Linked DNA regions of Mus musculus: region 1 is linked to region 2. A link is a contact called in public HiChIP or PLAC-seq data. All regions are on one chromosome and are shown on one strand. The core of a region is the stretch at or near the end of the contact, and the rest is flanking DNA. Distances in the headings are between cores, read along the strand shown. Region 1 has its middle 15 kb from the start of Gm42234. Region 2 has its middle 28 kb from the start of 1700096K18Rik.

Region 1 (3,562 bases), core at 908-3,407, 96 kb before region 2:
TCTAAAACTCCTATGAAAACTTTATGGGAGTAGAAAGAATACTTTTAGTTAGTTTGTTTTTTTAAAGCAAGGTCTCAAGTAGCCCAGGCTAGCCTGCAAGTTGTTATATAGTCAATGTTGACCTTGAACTTCTTTTTTTAAAAATGATTTATTTATTTTATATGCATTGGTGTTTTATGTGTATGTCTCTGTATGTGAGGGTGTTAGATCCCCAGGAGCTGAAGTTGCAAACAGTTCTGAGCTGTTCTGTAGCTGCTGGGAATTGAACTCTAGTTCTAGGGAAGAGCAACCAGTGTTCTTAACCACTGAGCCATCTCTCCAGCCTCATACCCTGAACATCTGATCCTTCTCAAGTGCTGGGATTACAGATGTATGTCATCATACCTAGTGTATGTTATTTGTCCTGTGTGTGATGTATAAATGTTTTATCACATGCATGTGGTGCCCATAGAAGTCAAACCCTGGGTCTCCCCTGCAAGAACATGTGCTCCTATCCAAAGCCACTCCTTAGCCTCATGTTTGTTTAGTTTACCTTTGTGCCATGGTCTTCTGGAACCCAGGCTGGCCTCAAGTTCATTGTGTAGTGAAGGGATGCCCTTGATCTTCTTTGCCTCCACAGCCCAAATCCTGGGGTTAGAAGTATGCACCTGGGGCTGGAGAGATGGCTCAGTGGTTAAGAGCACTGTCTGCTCTTCCAGAGGTCCTGAGTTCAATTCCCAGCAACCACATAGTGGCTCACAACCATCTGTAATGAGATCTGATGCCCTCTTCTGGTGTGTCTGAAGACAGCAACAGTGCACTCATATACATAAAATTAATAAATCTTAAACAAAAAAGTATGCACCTGTACTGGCTGGTTTTGAGCGTCAACTTGACACAGGCTGGAGTTATCACAGAGAAAGGAGCTTCAGTTGAGGAAATGCCTCCATGAGATCCAACTGTAAGGCATTTTCTCAATTAGTGATCAAGGGGGAGGGCCTCTTGTGAGTGGTAGCATCTCTGGGCTGGTAGTCTTGGGTTCTATAAGGAAGCAGGCTGAGCAAGCCAGGGGAAGCAAGCCAGTAAGGAACATCCCTCCATGGCCTCTGCATCAGCTCCTGCTTTTTGACCTGCTTGAGTTCTAGTCCTGACTTCCTTTGATGATAAACAGCAGTGTGTAAGTGGAATAAACCCTTTCCTCCCCAACTGCTTCTTGGTCATGATGTTTGTGCAGGAATAGAAACCCTAACTAAGACAGCACCTGAATCCTCCAAGCTGCTGAGCACACAGTAAGCCTTCAAGTTTCCATCTGTACCATAAATAGTGTTGACTTATGTTTTCTGCTCTCCATCAGTCTCCTCGCATGGGGACCCTCTCTCCCATCCCAAAGACGCATTACCTCACAGCTAATTTGTAAAGACAGAATGGAATAAAGGCCAGTAATTGACTCTGTTCTAAGGAAGCCATGCAGTGAGGAGATGCCTGTGCCTCAAGGACCCTGGCCACTTCATTATAGCTCTGCGGCAAGCTGTGGGAGAGAAAGGAGACCCGAGAGGGAGCCAGGTAATGGCCCAAACGTCTTACGTGCACCCTTAAGGACCCCACACCCACCCGTGTGGGGCTTGCAGGGAGCCAAGCCACTAGGAAAATGTTTCCCCCAGTCCTTCATATTTCCGGGACAGCGGTCCGTTTATTTCCCATCTTCTTGCCTAAGGAATTACTTCAATGAGAACCAAGAAAGACAGTGGTGATGGCTCACCTTCGCTGTCAACCTGACTGGAATCACATAGGAGGCACACTTCTGGGAGAGGGCTTCCAGAGAGGGTTAATGAAGAAGACCCACTTCCAAAGTGTGCAGCATCGTCCTGTAGGCTGGGGTCTCAGGATAAATACAAAAGAGCAGGAAAAACGACGATCAGAGCACTAGTAAGTAGCCCCGTTCCTGCCTACAGAAGCATTGTGGCCAGCTGCCTCGCTCTGGGGCAGCAGCTGGAGGCCACTCTTCCCTTTGTCCTGCCCACCACAGGGGGCTGCATCCTCTGACCCTGAGCCAAAATAAGCCGTTCCTCCCCTGAGCTGCTCCTTCTCAGGTGTATCTGATCTCCAGGAAGGAGCTGAGGAAGGAACGCAGCGTCCAGCTCAGGCAGACCGTCCACATGACCACACAGCTGTGGGCCCCCGCTCGGCTGTCTTAGCAGTGCGGCTGGAGAGTGACTGGCGGAGCGCACTGAGTTCCAGGCCCAGGCTTTGTCCGTGGGACTGCATTGATTCATCCTCTCTCCTTCGTTAGTGAGTGGATCTGCTTGCTGAGAATGTTCTCTGACCATCAGTAGGACACTCAGGGAGCCTATCCAAATCAGTGTAAGAAGAAAGGGACCCCATTTGCTGAGAGATCATCCCGAGATAGATCTTCCGCATCTGAACTACATTCGGGACTGAGCAAAGCTTCAGCACTTTACTGCTGTTCCCACTTGCCTATCTCTGGAATTAGAATACGTTTGTTTTTGTTTGTTTGTTTTACACTTAGGTTCTTTGAGCATACTTTGATACTTTTCCTTACTGCGGTTCCCTCCTGCTTATCTCTGAGACTATAACACATTTTTTTAAAAACACCTAGGGACACTGCGCGTGCTCAAAAGCATGGGGCGGCAACGCAGGAAACTTGATATCCTCAGATATTCTAAGTCCTAAAAGAAGCCCAGTGCTCCACAGCTTCAGGACCCACATAGACTCCTGCTAGCTGGGTTGGCTCTGGGAAGGGCTGGCTGGACCCAGGGACCCCAGTGTTCAGCAGTCCAGTTACTGCGCAGAAGTAATAGCAGTCCTTTGGGCTAATGGAGGTGTCCCAAGTTCCATATTTAATGATCAACGCTGGAAGATAATCTATGTAAAATGCTAATCTGCCTCTATGCCTAGAACTCAGGAGATAGAGGAGGAGGTTCAGGCTGCTGGCTAATTTGGGGTAGTAGCAAATTTGAAGCTATCCTGGGTTGTATGAGACCCCATCTCAAACAACTGAAAACTGTTTGGCATAAAACATTTGGCACATGTTTGTGAGATCACTGACTTCATTTCAAGCAGCTGTGAGTTTCTGCCTTTTCATCCCTCTGCTAACCTGACCTAGGACTGGGCTGCCTCCTGCATCCACAGCAAACACAGTGAGAAGGCTGATTCCATGACAGGCTTCAAATGAACAGTTAAGGAGACTAGACCTAAAAATACAGGCTTGGCTTTGAGCAGCCAGTCAGAAACTGCCCTATCACCTGCCCTGAAGCAAGGACAATGGGTCAGCAGTTTCCTGCTGGCCCCCACGCCCCAGTAACGGAATGTCCTTTGTGATAGAGTAAGACAAAGCCAACCTACCTCGGGATTCCCCTAAGGAGCTTTAAATTGAACCTGTGAACTTCAGAGTCTCTCTATCTTGGTAATGGGAGACCCCAGCATGCTGGACTTCTGCAGAATAAATCACTCTGCATTTATATCCTATGTGAGTCTGGGGTGTCATTCTTCTGCGAAGCATGGATCCTTACAACAGGAGTTGGTCTGGCTTTGGCATCTCTGGTGCCTTAAAAATGCTGTGACC
Region 2 (3,284 bases), core at 245-2,744:
CACCATCCCTGACCTCAAGCTGTATTACAGAGCAATAGTGACCAAAAAACTGTATGGTGGGGGCTGGAGAGATGGCTTAGCAGGTAAGAGCACTGACTGCTCTTCCAAAGGTCCTGAGTTCAAATCCCAGCAACCACATGGTGGCTCACAACCATCCTAACAAGATCTGACACCCTCTTCTGGAGTGTCTGAAGACAGCTACAGTGTACTTACATATAATAAATAAATAAATAAATAAATAAATCTTAAAAAAAAAAACAGAACAAAACAACTGTATGGTATTGGTACAGAGACGGGCAGGAAGATCAATTGAATAGAATTGAAGACCCAGAAATGAACCTACACACCTATGGTCACTTGATCTTTGACAAAGGAGCTAAAACCATCCAGTGCAAAAAAGACAGCATTTTCAACAAATGGTGCTGGTTCAACTGGCAGTCAGCATGTAGAAGAATAAGAATTGATCCATTCTTATCTCCTTGTACAAAACTCAAGTCCAAGTGGATCCAGGATCTCCACATAAAACCAGGTACACTGAAACTAATAGAAGAGAAAGTGGGGAAGAGCCTCGAGCACATGGGCACAGGGGAAATTTTCCTGAACAGAACACCAATGGCTTATGCTCTAAGATCAACAATCAACAAACGGAACCTAATAAAATTGCAAAGGTTCTTTCTGTAAGGCAAAGAACACTTTCAATAGGACAAAACAACAACCAACAGATTGGGAAAAGATCTTTACCAATCCTACATCCAATACAGTGCTAATACCCAATTTATACAAAGAACTCAAAGTTAGACTCCAGAGAAACAAATAACCCTATTTAAAAATGGGTACAGAGCTAAACAAAGAATTCTCAACTAAGGAATATCTAATGGCTTAGAAACACCTAAAGAAATGTTCGACATCCTTAGTCATCAGGGAAATGCAAATCAAAACAACCCTGCGATTCCACCTCACACCAGTCAGAATGGCTAAGATCAAAAACTCAGGTGACAGCAGATGGTGTTGAGGATGTGGAGAAAGAGAAACATTCCTCCATTGTTGGTGGCATTGCAAGCTGGTATAACCACTCTGAAAATCTTTTTGGCAGTTCCTGTTGGTATTCTGTCTAAACTCCACCCCCACAGTTCCTGGCAGTAGCCAGGTATGCTCCTCCCCACAGTTACCTGTCTGTAGGTCTGACCCTATAAAAGGGGCTACTTGGCCCCTCCTCTCCCTCTCTCTCTCTCACCCTCTTTTTCTCTTGTCTCTCTCTTGTCTCTTGCCCCCTTGTTCCCTTGTTCCCTCCTCTCTCCTTCTGTTCTCTCCTCTCGTGGCTGGCCCCCACTTCTCTCCTCTCACCTCTCTGCCTTTCTCTGCCTCTGCTATTCTCTTAACTCCCCTCTTCAGGCCCTGAATAAACTCTATTCTATACTATATCAGTGTGTGTCTGGTTCCTCAGGGGGAAGGGATGCCTCGGCATGGGCCCTCCGAGGCACCTCCTTCCCCCACACCCAGCCAGAACATATCTTGATAGCTCTTTCTCTTCTTATGATCACAACAAGTATTACCTGGGGACCGAGCTATACCATTTTGAGGCATATATCCAAAAGATGCTCCAACATATAAGAAGGACACATGTTCCACTATGTTCATAGCAGCCTTATTTATAATAGCCAGAAGCTGGAAAGAACCCAGATGTCCTTCAACAGAGAAATGGATACAGAAAATGTGGTAAATTTACACAATGGAGTACTACTCAGCTATCAAAAACAATGACATCATGAAATTCTTAGGCAAATGGATGGAACTAGAAAATCTTATCCTGAGTGAGGTAACCCAGAAACAAAAGAACATACGTGGTATTCAGTCACTGATAAGTGGATATTATCCCAAAAGCTGATACCCAAGATACAATTCACAGACCATATGAAGCTCTTAGAAGGGGGAACAAAATACTCACAGGAACAAATACAGAGACAAAGTGTGGACCAGAGACTGAAGGAAAGGCCATTCAGAGACTGCCCAACCTGGGGATCCATCCCATATATAGTCACCAAATGCAGACAATATTGTGGATGCCAAGAAGTGCTTGCTGACAGGAGCCTGATATAGCTGTCTCCTGAGAGGCTGCACCAGAACCTGACAGAGAGTTGGATGCTCGCAGCCAACCATTGAACTGAGCATGGGGTACCCAAAGGAGGAGGGTTTTTTTGTTTTGGGGGGAGGTTGAAATTTTTTTATGAAGTCATTGTTTTCTTCTTTTGTTTTTTTAATTAGATATTTTCTTTATTTACATTTCAAATGTTATCCTCTTTCTTAGTTTCCCCTCCAAAAATCCCCTACCCCCTCTCCTCTTACTCCCCAACCCACCCACTCCCATTCCTGGCCCTAGCATTCCCCTATACTGGGGCATAGAACCTTCACAGGATCTAAGGCCTCTTCTCCCATTGATGACCAACTAGGCCATCCTCTGCTACATATGCAGCTAGAGCCACAAGTTCTACCATGTGTTTTCTTTGATTGGTGGTTTAATTCCAAGGAGCTCTGGGGGTACTGGTTAGTTCATATTGATGTTCCTCTTATGGGGTTTCAGACCCCTTCAGCTCCTTGGTTACTTTCTCTGGCTCCTCCATTGGGGATCCTGTGCTCCAGCCAATGGATGACTGTGAGCATCCACTTCTGTATTTGCCAGGCACTAGCAGAGCCTCTCAGGAGACAGCTATATCAGGCTCCTGTCAGCAAAATCTTGTTGGCATCTGCAATAGTGTCTGGTTTTGGTGGTTGTTTATGGGATGGATCCCCAGGTGGGACAGTCTCTGGATGGTTGTTCCTTCAGTCTCTGCTCTGAACTTTGTCTCTGTAACTCCTCCCAATGGAGGAGTTAGAGAAAGGACTGAAGGGGCTGAAGGAGTTTGCAGCCCCATAGGAAGAACAACAATATAAACCATCCAGACCCCCCAGAGTTCCCAGAGACTAAACCACCAACCGAAGAGTACACACAGAGGGCCCCAGCCACATATGTGGCAGAGGATGGCCTTGTCGGGCATCAGTGGGAGAAGAGGCCCTTGGTCCTGTGCAGGCTCCATGCTCCAGTGTAAGGAATGCAAGGGCAGGAAGGGGGAGTGGGTGGGTGGAGGAACACCCTCATAGAAGCCGGTAGATAGAGGAGGCATGGGATAGGGGGTTTCCGGGAGGGGGAGGGGACCGGGAGAGGGGATAACATTTGAAATGTAAACAAAGAAGATACCCAATTTTTAAAAAAGGGAAAAAAATAAAAGTTCAAAGTCTCTTCTTAGATT

The links. HiChIP or PLAC-seq counts read pairs in DNA pulled down with a chosen protein or histone mark.
Region 1: an H3K27ac HiChIP or PLAC-seq map of extraembryonic endoderm stem cells shows a contact between it and region 2. The contact joins two enhancer-like sites. A contact is called at or near these places in 1 of 39 promoter capture datasets (liver), 1 of 484 Hi-C or Micro-C datasets (nephron progenitors) and 4 of 115 datasets of contacts at active chromatin or transcription factors (bone marrow-derived macrophages, embryonic stem cells, extraembryonic endoderm stem cells and 1 more).

Annotation. Positions count from the first base shown.
Region 1 is chr5:25,653,271-25,656,832 of GRCm38.p6, reverse strand. No RefSeq gene overlaps it. Among named protein-coding and RNA genes, the nearest start is that of Gm42234, 15 kb to the right of the region's middle. Within about 2 kb of position 2,157, at least 51 of the 459 cell types and tissues checked have an H3K27ac peak or open chromatin away from gene starts, as enhancers often do. A contact at or near this core is called in extraembryonic endoderm stem cells, where this site is marked.
Region 2 is chr5:25,556,406-25,559,689 of GRCm38.p6, reverse strand. No RefSeq gene overlaps it. Among named protein-coding and RNA genes, the nearest start is that of 1700096K18Rik, 28 kb to the right of the region's middle. Within about 2 kb of position 1,494, at least 3 of the 459 cell types and tissues checked have an H3K27ac peak or open chromatin away from gene starts, as enhancers often do. A contact at or near this core is called in extraembryonic endoderm stem cells, where this site is marked.